2 separate regions of the Mus musculus genome follow, and region 1 is linked to region 2. A link is a contact called in public HiChIP or PLAC-seq data. All regions are on one chromosome and are shown on one strand. Each heading gives the region's core, a stretch centred on a gene start, on an enhancer-like site or on the middle of the called end of the contact. The rest is flanking DNA. Distances are from core to core; before and after follow the strand shown.

Region 1 (5,582 bases), core at 1,622-4,121, 730 kb before region 2:
CAAAGCCGACTGGCCACTGAAACCTGTGACATAATTTATAAAGCCACCAGATTATGCTGCCACCTGATCACAGTTGCCAAAAATAGTTTGTGTGTGTTTTTGATCTTTCATTCCAGGTTTGTTATAAAGCTATGAACCTTAATACTATTTTACGTGCTTATTCTTTTAACAAACATATTCACACACATGCTCACACAGTTGCACACAGACTCACACCATGCACACTTTCACACACATTCACACTCCCCCCCACATGGATGCACACACTCACATTCACGTGCACCCACACAAATGTTGAGCAGCTATTGTGAGATAAGTCCTTGCGGGTGCTGGGAAGATGCCTCATAAAGGCACAGCTGATTTTTATTTAAATTTTCAGTCATTGGAGAAGACTTAATATCAAGTGAAAGGTCAATTACTAGCAAGTCAGAGTTTGTTTGTGTACTCTTGTCTTCGAGATGGTTTCTGAATTCAGCCACTGAGGCTGGAATGTGTTTTATGGCAGCTGATAAATGAAGTTTACCATAGCTGACATTTATTGATTTTAAATGGATGTATTTTGTTGCAGGAATTCTGTTAAGAACTCTTCACCTCCTGCAGATAACAGGAAATTAAAAATAGCATTTTTGGGTGCAGATTTTTCTTGTTAGTTAACATCCATCAAAGACAGTTCGAGGAATACAATTAAGCATTACACTAATATACCTGACACCATACCAGTTTCAGCACATTAATTTTAGAAAAAGGAGAGAACTGAATCAAGCCAGTAGATCCAGAATGTGGTGTGCACTTACATTGCCTGATTCTTTTAACTCTGAAAACTTAGAATTGATTGCAAGAAAACATCTGGTGAATAACGTATTTCCAGAAACAGTCTTGTTTTCTATGTACTGTCTATACAACATGCTGATCAAAACCCCAATACTAGACCTAACTAAGATGCCAGAATGGGGTTTCAGTACAGCCTGCCCACTCAGTTATTCCTTGGATCAGCATTTTAATTTATTTCCTATACGCATCATTTTGTAGACATGCAATACCGAAAGAGGCCAGAAGAGGGCATTGGATCACCTGGAACTGGAATTATAGATGATTGTGAGCCACCTAGTGTGTGCTTGGAATTGAATCCAGGTCCTTGTGAAGAGCAGCCAGGGTTTTTAACTGCTGAGTCATGTCTTAAATCTGCCACCCATTATTTTTTTTAAGGGCTCTTAACCACACTCCCATGAGACCTTCCCCACTGTCTTCTGGAGGAGACCTATCTAATCCTGTAGGATTTCTGCCAGGATTAGTTCTCCATTCCCAATGCATCGAGTCATCCTTGCTTCTTTTCTCTGGACATTTATGAGCTGTCCTGGTGGCACATGGAATGCAGGACTGGAGAAAAACTAGCTTCAATCTGCCTGGTGCACAATGGCTTAGGGTTGAGGAAGTAACTCAGCCTGTTCTAGTTGCAGTCTGGTTTGCAAGATTTCTCAGTGGCTAGACACTGGAGAATTACATCAGCGTTACTAGGTAGTTAAACACCAGGACAGTTTTAAAGCACACTTGGTTCTAGAAAGACATTCAGGGACCATTAGGGATCACTTTGTTCTAGCTCTGGGATTTGGTTAACTGTTTGGTTCACTAGGGAACACCCCAGGCTTTGCATGCATGAACAGACAGCACACAGCTCAACGCATGACCTACTTATTCCTGCCTGTGAGTTCACCTTAGACAGTTTACTTGTTTTGTTCTTTGAGATGATGTTTTTAAAAGGCCATTCCAGAATAGATGCTTGCTTAAATATTATGATTCTGATCTTAGCACACACAGGTTTAACCAAACAGAATGTATTCAGTCACCCAGTGTAAGCAGTTTCTTTATTGGCAGCTTGACTGGATGCATGCAGGTGTGCAAATTCTGTGAGCAGCTGCATTTTTAACCCCTTAAGCCCCTTGGTACTTGAAATCTCTTTAGCATCCCAGGTGCCTGTGCCTGAACACTCCAGGAGACAAGAAGTGCACTATTTTATAAGTCAGGTCTTTCAGAGTCTGGACGGCTCAACTCAGAAGCATTCCCTATGATTTTTGTTGCTTCCCCAAGTTAATCTTAAATTCTATCCCCAAGAGAACTCAGCAGCAATGAAATGAACAAGGACAAGGTAACAATTCCAACCAAAACATTGTCCTCAAATGTTCATGCAGTCATGTAAGAAGTAAGCAATCAAATGAATAACTACAGACTAGAGTGAGCCCAGAGCCCCCTGAGCTCTGTGTTCTCTAACTTCCTTGGCTTATTATAGCTAAAGGCCTTGCTTTTCACATGATGTCACCTGCTGTCTCTGCCACAGTGGTAGATTTCAAAGGACACACAGCAAGTCATATTTAACTGGCTTATATTGTTGTGGAAATATCCATGGGATGTCTTGTGAGAGGAAATGAGAGAGCATTGTATTCATTGCCTTTGGGAAGTCTATCAGCTAAAACCAAACCAAACCAATGGAGAAGCAGCTCAAAGAAAATTATCATTTTCTTTGGAGATTTTGTTTTAGGAATATATTCTGTAGTTTATGGCTCTTTAGCAATCAGTCTGCTTGCTTGAAGGTGACTGTGGTTTGCTTCCATTGCGTTTCATCTCACCTTGAATCTCCAGGATGCTTACTGGTGAGCAAGTTAAGTCCTCTAGGAGTGAGGAAAGGGTCGGTTTTTTTTTTTCTTCTTATAGAGCTGAAATACACACCTACAAGCATTGTAGAACTTTTGGTAAAAATTCTAAGAAAGTATTAACACTCCAGAAATGAATTAACAAGCCACCTTTTTATGCAGCTGTGACGTGCCCCTTAAGTGAATGAATAGTACTTTATTCTACTAAGGCACAGATCGTTGGCTGAACTGTGGAACGAGCATGTGGCTCCTAAATCAATGAGGGGTGTGTGTGTGTATGTGTGTGCTTAGATTAGAATGAGCCTGTGCAAATAAGATTAAAAGTCAGACCTAAACCCACAGAACCTGAGACAGGATGAAGCTCTGTCTTTAGCTCCCAGCAGCAAGTGTGAGGACATCTTTGAGTTTGTCAGACACTTCATTCTAATGACTCCATCCATAGCAGCAGCAGCAGCAGCAGCAGCAGCAGCAGCAGCAGCACAAGCCTCTGTTTGTAGCCTCGGATCTCACTCACTGCTTGACTTTAGGGCTGACCTGAGTGTGTATTCATGGTTTCCCAGTAGCTGAACTATGATTATAAAAAGTGAGAGATCTTTTGAAATAAGCCAGAAATTATTCCAGGGCTTCCCGCTGCCAGGGATAATGAATATTTCCCACAGACCCACCTTTGAATTCTTGTGGGCCGCCTTGTGGGATGGATGGTGCTCAGTTTTACCATCGAGGAAACTGAGGCAATGAATGGCTAAATCACTCGTCCAGGTGATGAATCTGCGAAGCACTGGCGTGCAGATTTGAGAACCAGTGCCTGGTACCTAAGTGTGGGCTCTTAAGCAACATCCATTCTTTTTATTACAACGAAGCCAAGGTGTTACAACATAGAGACTCTACACAGTTTTAGAGTCTTAAGGAAGTACACATCAATTTCCCTTCTATTTGGTGTCATAATGTATTTGCAAATTCTTAAGAGAATAGGTGGCAAATTTTTTATAAGAAATATGGCAGATATATGGTAAATTATACAGCAACAAAAATTGTCTTAAAATAAAACAATATTGTTTGCATTCATGATGTGTTTGTGTGGGTGCATATGCATGCGCACACACCCATGTGGCAGTAGTTCTCTTCTACTTTTACATGGGTTTGAGAGATCAGATTTGGTCACCAGCCTTGCACAGGAAGTGTGTTTACGCATTGAGCTATTTTCATGACCCAGGAAAACAAGGCCATCTTGATTTAATCATCCCACAATATATGAACATATCAAAACACCGTGCTGGGCATTCTAATCATGCCTAAAGGGAAAGCCTCCCACCCTGAAAAAATAAGTTTTTAATCACGTTTACAGAAGTGGTCTGACCGTGTTGATTACAAGGATGGTTACATTTACCTGTCTGTCTATCTGTGTGTATGTGTTTGTGCATATGTAACATGTGCATGTGTGTGCAGGTGCCATGGGAGGCAGAAGCAGCATGGGATCCCTCTGGAGCTGGAGGTTCAGGTGCTTGTAGTTGCTTCATCCACATGAAGCATTCTGGAAACTGGATTTGGGCCCTCTGTAGGAGCAGCAAGTGCTCTTAACTGCTGAACCATTTCTCCTGGCTCTAATGATTTTATGTTTTATTAGAAAAAAAAAAGGTTGACTGATCTTTAAATTTCAATCATTTACAGTGCATTTTAAATCTATAGACCTTCCCTGCTTCCTAATGTCTAGTTATCTTGGGCAGAACTCGCCTATTTTGGTAGAAACTTCACGTTTCCGTAATTTTCCCTAGGGTGCCCTGGCTTGAATCTGAGGTGTTCCACACAGGCTCGTGCTTTGAGTCCTCACTTCCTAGCTGGTGGGTGCTGTTGAGGCTGCAGAATCTCTAGGAGATGAAGCTGAGGAAGTGAGTCACTGGGGTTATGACTTTGCAGGTTATGATCTGGCCTCTGGTTCCAGTCATCCCTGGCTCCTGTTGCACCACCATGTGACAACTCCATTGCTTGACTGTCTTGCCAACAGGAGCTGAGCTGCTCTGGGGCCATTCCTTTCCCACCATGATGGACTGACACCTCTGAAACCATGAGGTAAAACACACAGACACACAGACACACACACACACACACACACACACACACACACACACACACACACACACAGACACACACACACACACACACACGGAGACAGATGATAGATAGATAGATAGATAGATAGATAGATAGATAGATAGATAGGTAGATAGATAGATAGATAGATAGATAGATAGATAGATGGAGAGGGAGAGAGAGATATCACAACCCACTGTATTAGTCATCTTTCTTTCATAACGAAACACTGAACAGTATATCATGGAAGGAGTTTATGAATCAGAGCAAAACCATTTACCCTATCAGCCAGGAAGATACTAGGGCCTCATGACCCCTTTAAGAACTTCAAGAACCAAAGAATATCCATGAGGCCCACATCCAACAGATACGCATCATCTCCTAACAATGCCTCTCTGGGGACCAAAGCCTTTAACTCACAGATCTGTGAGTGACAGTCTAAACCATAGCACCCATCCCGTGTACAATGCTGAGACTAAATCTTAATATAACGTAGGCAGTTCGGTTGATTAAAATGTGTCAGAGTGTGTTCATCAATTGTCAAAAGCACAGCACTCTAGTGTGGGATGACGGTAATGGAGGAGGTTGGGCCTATGTTGACTGGTGTAAGTAATATATTGGAAATCTCTATACTTTCTTCTCAAATTTTCTGTGAACCCAATATTTCTCCTACCCACAAGCCTTAGCAAATTCAGAGATTATGGTGGATCATCTTAGGCTTGTATCAAGCTGCCTCCCAGCAACAACCCCATGTCTTGGACAGTCAGTGGGCAATGCCTTGGATCGCTCTACATTCTGGAACTCACCCATCTCTAACTGGTATGCAAGGTAGGCTGCATTGACGAAGAA
Region 2 (5,661 bases), core at 2,386-4,885:
ACTTCAAGAAATAACTATAGCCTTGGTGATGAGAACCTGGGAGACCTGAAGACTCTGAATATGTCAGTAAAGTAACAGGAGATGCTAACGATACATTTAGATTAGGAATTCTTCTACTTTTGGTTGTGAGTTTAGCCTTTAACAGCTGAGTCATCTCTCCAGCCTCAAGCCTCCAGCCATTGTTTATTAGGAGCTAGCTGCTCTTCATAGAAAGCAGTCACTACGGTCTTGACATGTTGAATGTGTGACATGGAACATACGAAAGACGGAAATTAACTCTGCCTCTGGGACAGGGTCTGCTTTCCAGGTTAGACGAGGAGCAGATTTAGAGAGTAAGCTACTCTTATTCAGCCCCTTTACATACCCCAGGAAAGTAAGACTCTTGCTCGCAAGTCCAGGCTTTCTCCTGGTGGTACCTGTAGAAGACAGACGTAAGCTTGTGAGAGTGGTGAGATGCTGTGCATGTTTAACGGCTTTTGTTATGGGAAACGACTTGACCACGTGTGGAGCATAAGGCACGGTGCCAAAATGGTCCTCTGTGTATGTAGCACACCTTAACCCTTCATGCACGATGCAGGCCTTTCCTTTCCCTGAGACTCACAGGAGACTCAGGCCCCTTCTAGGGGTGGTGGAAATGGTCTGGGCTGTGCAGAACTGCTTCCACTTACGCTTTACTTACATTTATATAATCCTATAGCGACAGTTATATTTATATCCTCATTGTGTTTAATTATCTCAGGTGCCTTTGCCTCATTACTTTGATGAAATGATTTGGGTAAGCCGTTGTGTCTCATTTTTATAGTCCTTTGTATTCACTGATTTTTTTTTTCTTTTTGAGACAAAATCTTGTTACATAGATGAAGTTTCTCCTGAACTCACAATGTTTCCTATACTGCCCTCAAATTAATAATGTTCTCCTAGTCTCCTGAGTTCTGGAACTATACCAGGCTTGGAATAAAATTTTACTGTTAGTTTCTCAGTATAATTAAAACAGTAACTGGGGAAAAGTGATGCACTTTTCTCATAAAGTTGGTTTAAGATGAAAACTGACAGATATTCTGTGAAACTGTCTTTATAATCATGAAATGGCATTACAGTAAGTCTCAACATTGATACCACTAGCCATAATTATGGTTCCACATTGATGGCCTTAGGTGTCCGCACCAGACCTCTTTCCTTAGCTTCAGTCTACCTCACTCTTCTATTGAGTGGGAAGACTGGATCTAAAGAGATTATGTTGTAGGATAAAGGAAGTCTGCCAATCATTAGTAAATTCAAAAGTACCTGTAAACCTGCTAGAGCAGACATCTGAGGTGTAGAACAAGGTTAGACTCTGATAGTAGAACCAGGAGAGGAAACGAGGCAAGTGCAGACGAGCTGTGCTCTGTTGACTTTATAAAGTCAAATGCAGTAGCAGTCGTACAAGAAGGACCTAAAGTTCTCAGAGCTACATTTTCATCTGTTCTGTAGTTGCTTCAGAAAAGATGGATCCTGGGAGATTTCTAACAGAAGGAAGGTACTGGGACGTAACCAGTGACTGAAACTGAGGCGAAAGAACTCAAGAGGTTTTTCTCTTTATTACAGAAGTTACTAGGGTTGTGAGAGTCTTCGTGGGGTATAGGGTTCTTATTTTGTCTCCCCAGCTGTTTGGAATGCTTACCATTCAGGCTGTTTCATTCCTGACTCCTCTTCTGCAGCCCATGCTTAAGAAAGCAGAGAGCCAAGGGTGTCTGTCCTATGCTTTCCATCGTAAGGACTCTCGGAAGGCTGCCATCAATATTAGATTGCATCTTTTGGAAACCCGTGATTTGTGGATTGGTTAACATGTGGATGAAGCCAACAGAAATTGTCCTCTCTTCCTTTCTACTCATCCCTCTGCCCAATCCTAGCAGCTTTGCTTAGAGTTTTGGAAAAAGAAGAACCGGGCAGCTTAGTTTAAAATAAGCTGGTGGCATATGCCTATAAACTCAGCATTCAGAAGACTGAGGCAGGAAGATCAGCAGTTATGGCCATCCTGGGGTATTTGAGACCCTGTCTCTACACCAAGCAATGGTAGTTGTTGATAATAAGAGTTACAATAATTACTTTTGAGCTTTTATCATTATTTACTATCTGAGTGGTTTATTTGTATTTGTAGTTTATTTAATCCTTAGTGTAACCCTATTATTATTTGTGTGGTTTTGAATGAAGAAGCTGACTAGAAACGTTAAATAACCTTAAAGTGACACAATTGGAAGGTAACGGAGTCTAGATTACAAGTCCGGATCCTGTGCCTTCACCACAGCGTTTACTAATCAAGAAGCTAAACATCCACAGCTTGGAGGTTAATAAACTAAAGCTGGGAGATTTTAAGCCTTTCCCCAAGTAAGACAAGCTGCCAGCTGTCAAGCTGGACTTCTCAGCTTCATTTCTGTCACCAAGTCTGCTGTCCCTAGATACACCATCTGATCTTTGTCCCCTGCGTATGAATTGGTCTTCTTGAGAGATGGGCCTACTTGGTTTGTTGTAGTTTCAAACCCTGAACATTTCTTTCAGAATTCTTTCTTGGCATGCAGACTTGTGGGAAGTGTAGCTTGGTGGTACAGAGGCTGAGCTTTCGAGCCGTAGTGTCTGAGTTTGAGTCCCTTCCAGTGGTGCCTCTTTTACTCATCTGATCTGACAAGACTCACACCTCTTTTGTATTTTAGTAGTCTCATCAATAAAATGGGTTCATAATAGTAGCTATTGTAGAGACTTCTGGGGGATAGAAGGATTCACAAAATGAAACTTCTTAGTGCAGTGTCTAGCATATTACTACACATTTTCTAACCTAATTATATTATTTATAAAAGTGGCCATTCATTTTTTATAAATTAAAATAAAATTTATAAATTAATATTTTTTATAAATTAAAGTGAGCACATTTTCTGGCTCTTGGTTGCTGGTTACTGAGTGTATGAAATAGGAAAGTTTTTTGAAGTGTCTGTGTTTCTCATGCTGATTGCAATATTAATGATACTGAAGATGAGTTACTTACTTTTTATTTTTTCCAGTGTTGGGGAATCAAACTCAGGGTTAGGTAGGCGCTGTAGCACAAATGGACACTCTCCACCCAAGATTTATTTTTAATATTTATATCAAGTCCAAGAGTCAGTGTTATGTTACTAACTATGTATTAATTTTATATTATTATTTACAAAAGGAGTGCTTTTACTGAGATTGCTTGAAAAGTATTGCATGCATCCAAAGTACTGTAGGTGATGTGAAAGTTTATCCCATTGCTTTTAAAACTGGATCACAACATCTTTGAATCTTTTCATGGGACGTTTCCAATTACTATCAATTACTGTGAAATATTAATTTGTCACAGGAACAGTAATGTAATCATTAGTAAAATGACTGTGTGGCAGCAGCACTTACAAGTGAGATAAAGACTGTCAGCTCTGGATTGACATGGAAGCAGCTTTTGGGCAGTGTTTTTGCATTTGCCTCTTCCGTCGGAACAGCGTGAGAATTAAATGCTTTTAAAGGGAACCGGCCCATCTCGGTTCATGTGTGTCATTCCAGCATCAGAGAAAATGCTGCATAATACTAGGATGACAGCCCCACCTCTGATGTCACCCAGGATGGTACGATCCTCTCAGAGCCTCTGCCGGCTTCCTGCTGCTGCACTGGGGGAATGGTTACATTAAAGCTAACTCCCGACATCTCAGTTATCTCCTTGGAAGTAGTTTTGACAATTATAGAAAAGCCCCACAGTGGCTGTCTTCGGTAAGCTACCAAGGTAGAGAGCGACCGAGGCTGAGCACAGCAGGAGAGCGGGCTGCTCTGCCTTTGTGAGGGGCTGAGGCGGCAGTTCCTGGGCTCGGCTCAGCTCTGGTTCCAAGTGCTCAAAGTGCTTCCATTTACATCACCGTGTGCAGTGCAGGGCAAGAGGGGCCTCCAGGAAATTTGAAACTAATTTGCTTCCAGTTGACTAGAACAGCACATTTTGCATTAGCTTGCTTCTTTTCTCGTTAACTTTTCTCAAGCGTTAAACTGATGAACTGGGCATTTTCTATGATCAATGGGTAACTGCTGGAGCTACAGTAATCTCTGTGAGTAACCTCTATTTGTAGGTCTATGCAGGCAAATATATATTATCTATCTCTTGTGCAATGCTGCTGTGACATTTTCCGTCTGTATTATTGACTGCTTGTGTTGTCTTTCGGCCATCCCAGTAGGAGACTTCTGGGGGCTAGCCCAAGTTCTGCTGAATCCTGCCATAGAAAAGAGCAGACTGCATTCATTCTGGGGCATCCCTGCCAAGCACTCTTTAATTGCCCAGAAAACGGAAAGATGCAACGGGGGCCTCTGAACGCCTTTGCCCAGTACCTCACTTGGCTTTAGCTTTTAATATTTGTTTTAGTGTCTGATGCTGAATGTTCTAATTTTTAAAAAAAAATGTAAGTGGAGAGTAGAGTATCATGCTTACCTATAATTTTACTTCCTTTCATTCCCCGTCCCCAAGCAGGTTTCCCAGGAACAGGGCATTCTATCATCCTATAGAAACAAGCACCCTTTCTGTGCTGCATGATTTAGGCAGAAAGAAGGAAACAGGCTATTCCTTAGTTTAGTGTTGGATGGGATGGGGAGGAGTTTCTCTTAAAGAACCCAAGCTGCTTTTGTCCGAAGCACAGCCAGGAACTGAAGTAGCCTGGAGGGGGTGGGGGTGACTTCAGGATATTCTCATTGGAGTTGACGCTGAAGTCATCACAGCCTTTCCAGGAAGTTTATAGCAACTGTCTTCTTATTTCTCAGTGTGTCTTTCCTATCTGTCAAAAACATTTTATAGTATTTTAAGATTTATTTCTCTCTCTAGAGAAACCAAGTTTCAACGTTCTGTTGACCGGTCAATGTTGATGTGCTTGGAATTGTTCGTGTCAGTCTGCAGGACGAAACCTGACTTTAGACTCTGATGGGAGTGCCAGTGTGGATCAGCTGAGGCTTAGCCCCAGCTCAGTGAGGCTGCTTCTCTAACCTCACCCTGCCTTGCCCACAGCTGTCGTTGGCTATCACGGCCAATCACTCTAGCTGCTTGGCAATTGGCACTCACAGTTTTAAAAGAACTATACAGTGTTTTGAACATCACTTTAAATTTCTTCACTGTTAAATGATTTAACAAAAATGTGCAAGAAAAATTTATTCTAATATTACCACATGTGTGTTAACCTTAGCAAAAGATGGCTGCTCAAATGATATTGTGGAGCTGCAAAGGGTTCAGTGTGAACCATTATTCTCTTTAAAAAAACCTTAATATAAACTAGAGTCAGTGTAGAGGAAACTTAAAAGTGGATATTAGAGGTGTGGATGTGTAAACAGGAGGAAGTGTAGAAAGTGGACAGAATGGATAAAATAGAGGAGAGAGAAGAGGTAAGGCTAAAGGAAGACATCTGCAGGGACTTACAATTATGAGAAGTAGTTGCTCTCAGATGGGCTCCTGCTGCAAGCTTTCTTCTCTCTGTGCTGTTGCAGAGACTTTGCTCTACAATTAATGGCTTGCTTCTTATCCCATCCTCTGACCTGAACGCTGTTCGTGTGCTGCTCTGTAGTTTTTAAAGCTTCCGCCGACATTGACAGACATGGTAAACTACTGTCGCTCCTGTAGGGAGAGGGGCTGAATGAGAACAATTGGGTTCAGAA

Evidence for each region. HiChIP or PLAC-seq counts read pairs in DNA pulled down with a chosen protein or histone mark.
Region 1: a contact with region 2 is called in an H3K27ac HiChIP or PLAC-seq map of oligodendrocyte precursor cells, with 9 times the contacts expected there. The contact joins the enhancer-like site here to the promoter of Psd3 in region 2. A contact is called at or near these places in 6 of 15 datasets of contacts at CTCF or cohesin (the NIH/3T3 cell line, embryonic stem cells, large pre-B cells and 2 more), 31 of 484 Hi-C or Micro-C datasets (the AtT-20 cell line, B cells, CD4 T cells and 10 more), 3 of 115 datasets of contacts at active chromatin or transcription factors (bone marrow-derived dendritic cells, embryonic stem cells and oligodendrocyte precursor cells) and 2 of 9 other capture datasets (embryonic stem cells and macrophages).

What each region holds. Positions count from the first base shown.
Region 1 is chr8:68,703,265-68,708,846 of GRCm38.p6, reverse strand. All of the region lies in intron 1 of Csgalnact1 (chondroitin sulfate N-acetylgalactosaminyltransferase 1), which reads left to right. Among named protein-coding and RNA genes, the nearest start is that of Csgalnact1, 29 kb to the left of the region's middle. Within about 2 kb of position 2,871, at least 12 of the 459 cell types and tissues checked have an H3K27ac peak or open chromatin away from gene starts, as enhancers often do. A contact at or near this core is called in oligodendrocyte precursor cells, where this site is marked.
Region 2 is chr8:67,972,548-67,978,208 of GRCm38.p6, reverse strand. It overlaps Psd3 (pleckstrin and Sec7 domain containing 3), which reads left to right and starts at 3,635. Exons shown (of 16, transcript NM_177698.4): 1 at 3,635-4,076. The coding sequence starts at 4,046. It overlaps Gm15991 (a long non-coding RNA gene), which reads right to left. Exons shown (of 7, transcript XR_003947558.1): 3 at 5,426-5,635; 4 at 365-416.